2 separate regions of the Sus scrofa genome follow, and region 1 is linked to region 2. A link is a contact called in public HiChIP or PLAC-seq data. All regions are on one chromosome and are shown on one strand. Each heading gives the region's core, a stretch centred on a gene start, on an enhancer-like site or on the middle of the called end of the contact. The rest is flanking DNA. Distances are from core to core; before and after follow the strand shown. Region 1 holds the start of TTLL11 (tubulin polyglutamylase TTLL11). Region 2 holds the start of GGTA1P (glycoprotein, alpha-galactosyltransferase 1 pseudogene).

The links. HiChIP or PLAC-seq counts read pairs in DNA pulled down with a chosen protein or histone mark.
Region 1: a contact with region 2 is called in an H3K27ac HiChIP or PLAC-seq map of alveolar macrophages. The contact joins the promoter of TTLL11 here to the promoter of GGTA1P in region 2. A contact is called at or near these places in 1 of 47 Hi-C or Micro-C datasets (skeletal muscle) and 2 of 2 datasets of contacts at active chromatin or transcription factors (alveolar macrophages and skeletal muscle).

The regions. Positions count from the first base shown.
Region 1 is chr1:262,202,421-262,208,829 of Sscrofa11.1, forward strand. TTLL11 (tubulin polyglutamylase TTLL11) reads right to left here and starts at 2,331. Exons shown (of 11, transcript XM_021068337.1): 1 at 1,429-2,331; 2 at 1,125-1,426. The coding sequence starts at 1,831. LOC110256220 (a long non-coding RNA gene) reads left to right here and starts at 1,820. Exons shown (of 2, transcript XR_002337477.1): 1 at 1,820-1,892; 2 at 2,331-3,662.
Region 2 is chr1:261,584,360-261,591,224 of Sscrofa11.1, forward strand. GGTA1P (glycoprotein, alpha-galactosyltransferase 1 pseudogene) reads right to left here and starts at 3,609. Exons shown (of 8, transcript NM_213810.3): 1 at 3,059-3,609.

The DNA of each region.
Region 1 (6,409 bases), core at 1,081-3,580, 620 kb after region 2:
CCACTGTGCCAGCAGGAACTCCATGTCCTGCCTGATTCTTGACTCCCCTCCAAACCACATGACTCCTTCTGCTGGGACAGCAACCCTCTGACCAATCCCTTCTGTGGCCATCTCTCTGCATGTTCCCACTTCATTCAGCCCTTCCTGAACATCTACCATAACCAAGGCCCAGAGCTAAGTGCCTGTGTCCTCAGGTTGCCAGCTGCACATCATCTCGTCTAAGTCTCCAGATTCAACCACCCTAAACCACAATCCTGACGCTCCAGAAAGCACATTAAATCACCTTAGATGCTGCAAATCAAGTCAAATGGCTTTATCCACTCAGCCAACTGCAACTGATATCTCTGGATTTCACTGGTGCATCATCCCAGCCCCCTGTGGGTCAGGGACAAATAACCCATTCCTTTATTTGCCTTTCACCCACCACTTCCTGACACCTGCTGTATGCCAAGCCTTGGAACACAAAATACAGTGCCTGCACTCATGACAGCGATGGTGAAGTGGGAAGAAAGAGAGGAGTGGCCGGTAACATTAGTTAGCACTTATTGCATACTTGGGCTATACGACAATAAGCAGTGAGTCTTCTGATACTAAAAAAACTATGAGATAGGTATTATTAGCCTCACTTTATAAAGGAGGAAAGAGGCTTAAGAGATGAAGCAACTTGCTCAAGGTCACACAGCTAAGTGGCAGCGTGGTGACCCTAGACCTGTCTACCTCCAAAGTACAAACTGTTCAACTGCCCCAAGAGTCACATAGTAAATGCTAAGTAACTACAACTTAATAGGAAGTGAAAGAGGGTCCAGGGCCCCGGGGACTCGCAAACTGGTAGAGGAGACACACATATAAAGAAACATCTACAATGCAGGGAGCCAAGTGCTGATGGCTGGAGACCATGGAGCTGCAGCGAAGCCAGAGGAAGGGATGGCTAACTTAACCCGGAGGGGTCTGAAGCCAACTTGAGTTAAGTGACTTGGGGGCTAGGCTTTGAAGGATGAGAAGTTTGCGGCTGACAAGTGTAGCGCACAGCTGAAGCTTGGCTCTCAGACTTGGCCTGGGCCGGCCGGACCCTCTGTGCCAGTCCAGTCCACCCCCCTGTGCCCACGCGGCGGGCCGGGCCTCACCTCCTTCCACTTGAGCTGGCGGATGCTGATCTTCAGGGCGTCCAGGGAGGTCCTGGCCTTGGAGCTGTCCACGGTGACGGGCCGCAGAGAGCAATACTCATTGGACCGGTTAGAGCTCCGCTTGCAGCTGCGGCCCTTGCTCCTGGACTTCCCGTGCGGGCAGAGGCCCTGAGCCGGCGCCGGCGCTGGCTTCGGCCTGGACACCGGCACCGTTCGCGGGGGCCGCGGGGGTACGCGGGCATCGCCCTCTTCGGCCGCGCTGGGCGGCCCCGGAGCCGGCTCCTTGGGCTGCTCCTCCCCCCCTTGCGCTCCGGCTCCCCGGCCGCACCCGGGTCCACACGGACCTGGTCCTTCGCAGCCTGAGCCTTGGCCGCATCCACGGCCTCCGCCTCCCACCAGGCCGTCAGCTCCCTCTCGGGGCTGCCCGGCAGCATGGCTCTCACGGCCGGTGCCAACGCCAGTGCCGCCGCCTGCGCCTCCGCCGCTCCGCCGCGCCGGCCCGCGACCAAACTGCCGCTGCCGCCGCAGCCGCCGCCACGCGCTCCCCGCCCGAGCCCGTTGCCATGATCGCTCAGGCTCCGGTTGACAAGGGCAGTCGCCGACTCGGGATGGGGCCCGGGAAGGGACAATCGCCGTCCAGGCCCCGGCGACCTCATAGGCGAGGCTGTCCACGTGACCGGGCCTGTCACAGAGGCGGGGGCGGCCATATTGGAAGAGGGCGGAAGCGTCCTCAGCCCGCCCACCCTGAGCAGCGCGCAGAGCTTGGAGGTGAGAAGCTGCGGTGAACCTGGGGGTAGAAAGGCGTTGGGCGCATGTGAGGCCCGGGCTGGGACTGAGAGACATCAGTTTCAAACAAGAAGCTCCCTTTCCCCACCCCATACACTCTCACGGGGATAACTCCTGGTGTGATGGAGGGAGGCACGACCCCGTCAAGGAGCACCTCAGTCTGATGATGGACTTGACGAGGCCAGGCCCTCAAGGTGCAGCTCCTGATTTGAAGAAATCCCTTTCTGGACCTAGGAGAGGCCCCAGACTGAGAGGGGAGACACTTATCCCGGTTCTCAGGGAGCTCCCAATGGAATGGGGAAGTTTTGAAGATTCGTGGTTGAGTCGAAGACATTAATCATTCCTTTAACTATTATGTCATGTTTTTAAATTATGGTAAAACAAACATAACATAAAATGTCTCACTTTCCCCACTTTTAGGTATGGAGTTCAGTGGCATTAATACATAATAACATTGTTGTGCAATCATCATCATCATTCATCTGTGGAAATTTTTCACCTTCTCAAACTGAAACCCTGTACCCATTAACCCATATCTCCCCATGCCCCTTCCCCCAGCCCCTGAACCACCATCTTACTGTCTCTGTGTGCTTTATTAAATAGCTGATAGAGGTGGAATCAAACAATATTTGTCCCTTTGTGTCTAGCTTATTCAATCAGAGTTTTACTTGTTTGCTTACTTGTAATGGTCTGTCTCACTGGCTAAAGACCAAATGCAGTGAGTAAGGAGTGTCCTGTTCCAGTTGACCAGCAAATTCCAATGCCCAGTCAGTGCCTGTCAGGCAGTAGGCATTCAATAACAATTTCTTGAATGAATGAATGAATGAATGAACAAATGAATGAATGAAAAATAAACTGCTCAGATATTAAATACTTAAATACTTAAGCGAATTATAGCAAATGTCAATAACAGCTTTAGCCACTTAGGATAAACATTATCCTGGTGATGCAACATTACGTGAACTGGTAATAATCGTGATACTTAAAGACTGTTTTGCATGAACAGGTCCTGGAAGAACAGAGAGACAAATGAGAACAGCAGTGGTGCTGGAGACATGCGCTCTTGGTTGAAATTTTTCTCTCAGTTTTGGCAAACTCTTTCAACCTGGAGGCTCTTCCTACCCTTGGACCCAGTAACCCATCTCATTTCTGGAGGTTTCTGCTAAGAATCAGAAAGTCAGACTAAGATTTCCGTGGTAATCTGATATCAGTGAGAATTCTCACTGTCCCAGGGGCTGTACTAATTTTGCATATGTTGTGTCATTTAATGTTTACCACAGCTGTGGGGTAAGTCCTCTTTTTCCCACATTTTACAGATGGGGAAGGAAATTGCTACTCAGAGAAAAGAAATCACTTACCCAAAGACAGCATTCAAACTCAGGGTGGTCTGACACTAGCACCCCTCTCCCAACACCCACACTAACCCCTACACCATGCCTTTGTTCACAAAAATAAGCCACGTGTATTTAAACATGGTCCATATCCATGTATATGTATGTATAACTAAAAAGATATATGCACTAAGCCTCAGCTTATGTGGATTACAAGAAAATTACATGCAGAGAAAAAACACTGGATTCAAATATACCAGACTATTAATAGTGGATGCTCTGGGTGATGGAGTTGAGGGTGGCAACTTTCCTCCTTATTCTTTTCTATGTTTTCCCAGTTTTCTACGATGACTGTGCATTGTTTTCATAACTGGAAAACACAATTTTCTAATAAAAATGTGTCTTGATTGCTGTTCTATAACTCTTATAGCAAGTCCATTTCCGGGGAAAGAGACAGGAAGGGATAGTTCAGGGGACCGAGGTGTGGGCAGCTTTTATTCCTGTTGTTGGTTTCTGCCCTGTTAGTATCAGAGGCTGCCACCAGGTGGCGCCCGAGGCCCGGTGTTTGAAGAGACTGAAGCAGGATGAGGGGCATGGGAGGTCCCTTAGCAACAAACATCTGAGTAAAACTGAACAGCTGCTGCCCAGCTCTACTGGCAAACACACACACTTTTGCCCCTCTAGGCTTCTGCCAGTGTTGCTTGCTCTGCCTAGTGCAAGCTGCCATTGGCCCCCTGTCTTCTCAGTGAGCTGTTTATTTTTAAGTCTCAGATCCAAAAACCTCTTCCTCTTAGACAGGGTGTGATGGGGCCCCCTGGGAGCACTGGAGTCCCTGCAAGGGGGAGGGGGTCAATCCTAATAAGAGAGCAAAAGGCTTCATATGCAGTTCTGGGTTAACTGTTTCTTTTTGAATGAACATAATAGCCATTGTTCATTGAGCACACCTGTATGGCAAACCCTGTTGTGTATCCTAGCATTTTAATCATCTGAAGCTTTCCTAGGGAGGAAAGTATGGCTTTCCCCTACATAAATGCCGGGAATTTGTGTCCTTCTTTGTGACCTCAGGCAAGTCTTAGAGTTCCTCTGTCCTCTATTGTCTTCATCTGAAAAGTGGGGTGATGATAATAGTACCTATCTCAGAGTACTGGTGTAAAAAGTGAGTCAAAACACATAGAGTCCCTACACATAGTGGTCCAGAAATGTTGATAATTATTACAATGCCTATTTTAGAGGTGAGGGAACTGAGGCTGAGACAAAGAGAGGCTCTTATCCAAAGTCACACAGTGAGTAGGCGACAGGCTGAAGTCCAAAGTTCAGCATGTTCAGTGCTAAGCCCATGTTCTTTCCACTCTGCTACAGTTTCCTGCTGTCACCTACTGGTAGGTCCTAACCCACGGAGAGGACTTGGCCTGGCCCTGCGCCCTCTGGGCTTCCATTTGCCCCGTGCCAAGTGAGGACACTGGCCAGGATGCTCATAAAAAGTATGACATAATAAGTTGGTGAGGAAGCTGGTGTGGACATGCTGGGTCTTGGGGCCCTGGGTCCGTGCACCATGCATCTGTGCCATCAGCATTAAACCTGGAGGATGGATTTCCTGCTTCCCTTTCTAGACTCTCACACCAGCCCCCTGGAGAAGAGGAGATGCACAACCCTCTACCTGCAGGTAATAGGGTAATGGCCAGACTCGTGAAGCTCTAGGCTGGAAATAACATAACTGACATCATGCATTCTCCAAGTGCTCAGTGGAGGCAGAGAATAAGCACCAAACTTCAAATTACTTTTCCTGAAAGGTCAAGAGAATCTGAAAGCCATGGCACTCTTCTTACAACAGGCTTCTCTCTTGGAGAGGTGTCAGGGTTTAAAAAGGCTGTGTAAAGCAAGCATCTGTATGCAATCAAGAGATGCCACACCCAGGTCAGGAAGTGGGGGCTGCCAAAGTGTATCAGTGGAGGTGTAATACGGGAAAAGACACTACCAAGAGTTCAGTCTCAACTCAACTTTGGAAAGCAATGGAAGGAAGGGAAGGAAGGAGGGAGGGAAAGAGAAAGGAAGAGAGGGAGGGAGGAAGAAGAGAAAGAAAGAAGTAAAAGAAAGAAGAGAAAGAAGGAAGGAAGGAAAGAAAGAGAAAGAAAGGAAAGGAAAGGGGGGGGGATAAATTCCTGATGTTTCCAGGCAGCCCAATGTGAGAAAAAAATCCTTTTACTGGTTGGGATTTCCTTCTGTTTTGGGAGCCTGGCTCCTCCATTTCCTCCACCCCTCCATAGCCAATTAACTGCCAAGGTCCATATTGAGTTCCATGGACTCTATCAAGTGGACTTTGAAAGAGCTTGAAGAATGTCTTGCCATCTCCCGAAAGACTGGTTATGAAGACTAGACAGGTGATCCCAGCAGCCCTGTGGTGTCTTGTGTTGAACTTGAATGTGTGTGTCAGTCAGTGTAGGCTGCGTTATACTACAACAACAAACATTCCCCAAATCTCAGTGACTTAACAGAAAAGTTTCTCTCTCACTCACCACATATCCAGGGCAGAGGGCCAGAACATAGTAATCACTCAAGGGCATAGACTAAAAGGATGCTCCATTTCAACATGTGCTTCTGTGACCACCATGGGCGGGAAGAAAGAGGACAAAGTTAATTACACTCTAGCTTTTGAAGCTTCACTCAGAAGTGACACATGACCGTTCTGCTCATGCAGCATTGACCAGAGTAAAGACAACTTCAGAGCTGGAGAAGAGAGGCGGCCCTCCCATGTAACGAGGGGGGAGAGCTGGAAATGTTCAGTGAACTGCCTCATGACAACCACCATGCACCTCAGATAGGGTTCAGGGCGATGGGCCCCAGGTCCCAGGAACCAAACTTGAAGGGACAGTCACATGGAACTCAAGGAGCGCACGGCCTCCAGGGGCTTCCAGGGTGAAGGCAAATAAAGAGCCCCGCTACATGCTAGGCATTCAATACATACAGCATTACCTGGCCGCAAGAGGATGACAATAGAAAAATCAACATGGGCTGTTGGGAGGGACCTTAAAGGTCATTGAGCCTAAGTCCCTGGATCAGAAATGGGAAAAGAGAAAGTGAAATGAGGAGCAGACAGATGTGAATGGGGAAGCCGGTGGGGGGCGGAGATTCTTCTCACCTGCCCTCTCCAAGCAGCAAAGCGTGCCAAGG
Region 2 (6,865 bases), core at 2,359-4,858:
AGGTAAGCTTCACAAACTATATATATATTACATGGAGGGAAATAAGCCAGATACACAAGAGAAATACAGTGTGATTCCATTTATGTGAAGTCCAAGAGCAGGCAAAATTAATCAATGTTGAAGAAAGTGAGAAAATGGTTGCTTGGAAGAGGCGAAGGAAAATTGATAGGAAATGGGAACTTTCCTAGGATGACGCAAAGATTTCATATCTTATTTCGGGTGGCCACTTCAAAGGTGCAAACAACAGCTAAAACTTGTGGAACCCAACCCTCACCACCTGCGTATTTTATTGTTTGGAAATTATACTTCAGTTAAAACATTAGGAAAAGAAAATAATTTTGTGAAGTATCAATAAAATAACGAAAATGAAGAGACTCTAAAGGGCAAAAACACATTCAGTTCAAATATAAATTATATTTGTGCTATGTATGCATCTATACGAATGTCCAGCCCCCCTTAATGTAGCCCCCTTTCAGCCATTCTCCGCTCACCCTTGCCCCCATCCTGATGGCCTCTGTCCATAGCCATTTTCTAGCTGTCATCAGAAATGATGCAGTGAAAGAGCAAAAGCCTTAGAGCCAGATAGAGCTGCATTTAAATTCCAGCTGCTGAGCACCCATAATCGAGTTACTCGGCCTCTCTGAACGTTCATTTCCTCAACTACAAAATGGGTTGATGAGACACAATCAACCCTGTTGGGCTGGACTAAGAGAGAGGCAGTGTGCTGATTAGTTTCTGGGAAACCTAATTCTTTTGACCTCAGCCTGTGAAACCAACTTGGTTGTGCAAGGCCCACTGCCGGCCTGGAAAAGCCCAGAGGATGAGACTCACGGGCTACTTCTCCCTGAAGGATAGGGAGGTGGTCCTGGGAACCCAGAGTCTTTGTGGGCTGGTGCTAAGAGTCGAGTCGCTAACTCAGAGCCATCAGGGCCAGGAAAACCTATGACCTATGACAAAGGAGACAAGTTTCCTGCCAAGGGTTGGCCACCTCAGGATCTTGCCCAAATCACTTTGCACACCCCTAGATTCCATTTATCCACCAAAAATGGCCAGAGCAGCCTGGATCTGAAGAATTTGATACTAAAAACAGCTTCTGGAATTCCCATAGTGGCTCAGCGAAACGAATCCGACTAGGAACCATGAGGTTGGGGGTTCGACCCCTGACCTCGCTCAGTGGGCTAAGGATCCAGTGTGGCTGTGAGCTGTGGTGTAGGTCGCAGATGCAGTTTGGATCTGGCGTTGCTGTGGCTGTGGTGTAGGCCAGAGGCTACAGCTCCGATTAGACCCCTAGCCTGGGAACCTCCATATGCCTCGGGTGTGGCCCTAAAAAGTCAAGAGTTAAAAAAAAAAAAAAAGAGTTAAAAACAGCTACTATGTCTTGGGAGCATTGCGATGCAGGTTTGTTCTCAGCCAGGCACAGGGTTAAGGGTCTGGCATTGCCACAGCTGCGGCTTCGGTGGCAACTACAGCTCGGATCTGATCCCTGGCCTGCTCCATGTGCTGCGGAGTGGTCAAAAAAAAAAAAAAAAAAAAAAAAAAACCCAAACAAATAGCCTCTGGTGTTTCCCAATCTATAGAAGAGATCAAGGCAGGACCAAACTGGTTCTGTCCGAAAGAAGGAAGGAAGAGTCAGAGTCGGAGCCCTGCCGGCTAGCTCCCCTCCTCCACCTTGGCGTTTCCTGAGCCAGGATCCTAGGTCTCCCAGGGGCAAAGTTTGAAATCTCCCTGACCAGGTAAACCCTAGGGCCTCTTTTAGCTCAGTCTTATCCAGTCGTGGTGCATCTGTCAAGTGTAATAATAAAGAGGATCTGCACCTGCCCCCCCACCCCATCTGGTAGGGGAGGCAAGGTGCACCCAGAAATAACTCCGAGCAAGGTACAAAGTGCTTAGTGTAGCCAAAGAAGCACATAAGTCCAATAAAGCATCCACATTCCCCCCCCACCACACACACACACACAACCTCTTCGCACTTGGCATTTCCTTACTTCCAGCAGTCTCTCTATTTCAGGTTTGTGGAAACGGGTTCTCCCTGGAAAAGGGTTTCCCAGCTAGGAGGCGGCCCGGCCCCGACTCCCCCTCTCCCCCACCACCCCCGGTCCCCGCACGTCCAGCGCTCCGAGACCCACCCATTTCCAAGCACAAGAACAAGGCGACAAGGCCCGCTCAGGGGCCAAGAGGAGGGCAAACGACGACAAGCAAAGCCACAAAAGCAACCGTCCGGGTCTCTTGTCTTTCCTGGGGGGAGGAGCGGCGCCCGCAGACGGTCTCCGCGCCTCCCTCCCTCCCGGGCCAGCGGGAAGATAGGGGAATCTCAAGTCGCTCTGCTTTCTCTCTTCGCGCACTGACATTTTCCCCCACTTTACTGTTTCTTGGACGCCTTTCAAGAGTTTGTGCAACCAGTCTGTTTAGCTGCTTTTCTGCCATTTTCAAACGCGGGGTGGTGTCCCTTTCGAGTGGGAACGTGGTGGCTTAAAGTCTGGAAGGGACCCCTTCGCCTCCTGTCACCCCGCTGCAGCGGGCCTCTTCGCCGCCAAAGTTTCGGCGTTCCAAAGTTTCCCCCGGCCGGGTTTCGGGCTCGGTCCTCCGCTCTCTGAGCTCCCCGACTTCTCCCTCTCTGTGCGCTCAGGGGTTTCTGTGCCCCTCACTTCACTCTCAGGTTCCCTCTTGCGGAGGCATCCTCTTCCCACCTAGTCCCGGGCGAGGGAGGCCTCCGCCTCCCCTGCCCCACATTGGGAGACAGACCCCTCCCTCCTTTCGAGACTTCCCGGGCAGTCCTCCTCCTCTGCGCGCCCCGAGCCTCCCCTCTCCCGCCTCCATCCGGCGGACCCCGTGGAAGCCCGCAGCCCCTCAGGCCCGACAAGATGGGGACAGAGACGGGGTCAGAGTTGAGCACAGAGGTAACGACGAGAACAAAAGCGGGGACACGGCAGGGCAGCAACAGGGCAGGGCCGGCGCGGTGGCCTGTCCTCTCCCCGCGCTGCCTCCACGGCGCCCGCAGCCCCGGGCCGGGCGGGACTCGCGGCCTCCAGGGGCTCGGGCAGCGCCCAGCGGGACCCACCTGATCGGCAGAAGCTGGGTGCGCTCGGGGATGGCCCACACCTCGGCTCCCGGCCCCCCGGCGGCGTCCTCGGCTGAGGGAACAGTGGCGCGCGGCGTGCTCCTGAGCTCGGCAGGGCGTGCCGGGGCGGGGTGTGCCGCCTGCGCTCCGGCCCGCCGGCCGCTGTGTGCTCCTCCGGGGTGGCGGGCAGGGGCGCGAGGAAGCCGGCGGGCACTGGGCGGCGGGCGGCGAGCTCCCCGCTCCACCCGGCCCGCGGCTGTTTGTGCAGAGCGGGTCCCGCCCCAGACACGGCCGCTAGGAGGCCGAGGGCGCGAGTGCGCGAGTGCCGGTGCGCGTGTGTGTCTGGTGGCCGGGAGGCGCAGGGGGTGTTTGTTTCATTTTCACTCAGGCAGAAAAAAGCCTGAAACCAGCAAAAAAAGAAAAGAAATTCCCTGGTGAGGGTGGCTGGGCCTCTTTGCCTTCTCCGGCCTGCACGTGGTGGGGGTGGAGGGACCCGGAGGGTGGGGTGGGGTCTATCACCCAGTACTGCAGGGAGGGGCCCCGGAGCCCTGGCGCCCTGCCTAACACGGGGAGGGGTGGCGGGGCGCGAAGAGCCTGGGAGGTCCGATCCACCATTTGTTTCCTGGGGAAGGAAGAGCACAGATGCAGTAGCTACAGCCCGACGCGCTGGAGCCGCTCTCTCCCGAAACCCCCAAGTCCTGAGCTTCGGATATGAGGGGCTGGGTACTGGGCACCTGGCGCGGGCTCTGTTCTCTGCTGGAATATTAGTAGAGGGAGAGAACGTAAACGAAAATTATATTTCAGAGTTTGTGCTTTAGTTATTTTAGGAGGAACATAAACAAAAATTATATTTCAGAGTTGGTGCTTTAGTGCCCAGTGTGACAACAGTTCACTTCTGATGAGCTGGTGTAGGCACATCCGGCTGCCCTCACTCAGCCTTTACAAGACTCCTTGGGCTCCCGGACCATCTATTTTACTGCTGCAAAATTCAGAACTTGCTTTTGCCAGGATCATTCGCCACGGGACTTCAGAGACTAAGAAATTAGTTTCTTAAATATTTTAAGGCATTGGAATTGTGACATGAAAATGGCACAGAAGCTGAGTGTGATGTATAATTTTAACTGTTTCATCCTGATTGAAAAGAACAGAGATCTGATTGAATACTTGACGGTTGCAGAGAGGCTGCAGGGAGCCAGGTGACATCTTGGAGCTTGGGATAATGAACTTTCCTGATGGGTTCAGTGGACTAAAGGGTGGGAGAGTTGAATCATCAGCCCCACAGGGTAGCTCAGGAATGAGGAGCTCCATGACAATCCGAACAATGGATCCTTTGCAAAAGCGTAAACTGCGCCATTATTGTCATCGGTGAACTCACTTGCACTAGGTCTTTAATGATGCAGTAAATAAATACACAAGGAGTGATGTTATGCAAAGTATTTCCCAGTTGTCATTATTGCACTTGAGGATGCAGTGTTTAAATTGCTCAGCCCATCAAATTGGATAATAAATGTGTTTTTTGGGGTTTTTTTTTAGTGAAAATTATGACGGTAATTCTGACCATGGCTGAAGTGATAGCTCATCAGGATCAAAATCAAAAGATGATGACACAGGGAATGCAACATGTAAAAACATCACTCTGCTACCATTAGACTCAATGCAAGAGGTTTGATTTCAGCACCATGTCATCAGTTGCATTAATTTAATGTTGCTAATTTGGATTTTATTGGTTTTGTGGCTGTAATTGCACCTACTTAAAAGATTTGTTTTGGTATTATGGTTGGTGTGCAGAGCTAGGAGCATGAGGACTTCATTCTTAGTTCTAGGTTTATACCTATTTCAGTAACAATAAGATAAAAATAATTCAAATTAACACGGCGGGTCTGGAAGTTTTGTTTTCTTTTGAGAACTATGTAGCTCCCCAAATCTAACTAGCAATTCTACTGACTGGAAAACACCTTCAAGATTATATTCCTTAGCTTCAGGGTCAGGAGTTCTAGGTTTAAGGCCTTATGAGTCATTCTTCCTGAGACTCATTTGTGTCATATGCTGAGTAGAAATAAGGTGACTAGTTCATAGGAGAGGTGGAGTCAAGACGGGATTACTGCTGGGGAAAGAGTGTTGGAGCCTCCAGGAGCATCACAGAGTGCAGGACTGAAGATTCACTGAGCAGAAGGGCAGGGCAGGTAAACAAGTAGCTCTGATCCCTTGCCAGGCTTTGCTCCACTTGCCTCACGGCCTAGCTGAGCTCACTTCATCTTATACACATTCTGATCACATCCCGGTTTCTAGGAAGAAAGCCAAGGCACAGGCAAGTTAAGTACCTCTGGTCACCATCCCTCTAACTATGGCCAAGGTGCTCCAGGTCCCGAAGACCTTCCTACCTAAACTTCCTTCATTCTTTTAACAGATATTTACTGGGACCCTACTATCTGTCAGCCCCTGTTCTTCAAACTGAGGAAGGACATCAAGGCAAACAAGCAAGATAGCATCACAGGAGTTCCCATTGTGGCTCAGTGGTTATTGAACCTGACTAGCATCCACGAGGACGCAGGCTCGATCCCTGGCCTTGCTCAGTGGGTTAAGGATCCAGTGTTGCTGTGAGCTGTGGTGTGGGTCACAGATGCGGCTCAGATCCTGCATTGCTGCACCTGTGGCCTAGGCTGGCAGCGACAGTTCCAATTGGACCCCTAGCCTGGGAACTTCCATGTGCCACAGGTGCAGCCCTAAAAAGACAAAAGGACCAAAAAAAAAAAAAAAAAAAAAAAAAAGATAGCGTCCCAGCCCTGGAGGAGTCTGCAGCCCAGACATTAAACCAAGACCCACGCAATGAGTGATTTCAGGACCATTGTGATCAGGGCTCTAAGGAAGAAATACGGGTGCAGGAGACCCTGAAACCAGGAGGAGGAGGAGTTCACTAGGTGAAGGCTTGGGGAAGAGTGACCCAAGCAGAACCATGTGCAGAAGTCTTTAGGTGGAGGAAAGAGACCCCCGAGTGAGCACTGGAAAGCATCAGCATCACGAAGGCAGCAATTCTCCATGCATCAACCTATAAACTCAAGACAAATGCCAACAGAGTTTTGGGGGAGCTTGGCCAGCTATTCTTAAAATTTGGACAGCAGCGGGAAGGGGCCAGATATAACCAAGACAGTCTTGACAAAGCAGGGAGGGGAGAGTTGGGCTCTTGTTCCACCAGATACCAAGACAGACCATGAAACGCAGTGAACTCAGTATAGCATTAGCACCAGGATGGTTTATTGGACCAATGGAACAGAATAAGCAACCTAGAAAGAGACCCACGCATGTGTGGAAACTCTGTGTTGACCACAAGTGGAGCTGCGGATCAACGGGGGAAAGAACAGACTTCAGAAAGTATTGCTGGAGGAGTTCCCTGGTAGCCTAGCAGATAAGGATTCGGCTTTGTCACTGCTGTGACTTGTTTTGATCCCTGGCCCAGAAACTTCCACATGCCTTGGGTTCGGCACCTCCCAAAATGTATTGCTGGACCCAAAAGAATTGGAAACAGGTGTGCAAGCAAAAACTTGTACAGGAATGGAAGTTTCCATCCTGGCACAGGGGAAACGAATCCGACTAGGAACCATGAGGTTGCAGGTTCGATCCCTGGCCTTGCTCAGTGGGTTAAGGATCTGGCATTCTCGTGAGCTATAGGTCGAAGACATGGCTCAGATCCTGCATTGCTGTGGCTGTGGTGTAGGCCGGCAGCGATAGCTCTGATTCGACCCCTAGCCTGGGAACCTCCATATGCCATGGGTGTGGCCCTGAAAAGCAATGATTTCATAGTATCACTAT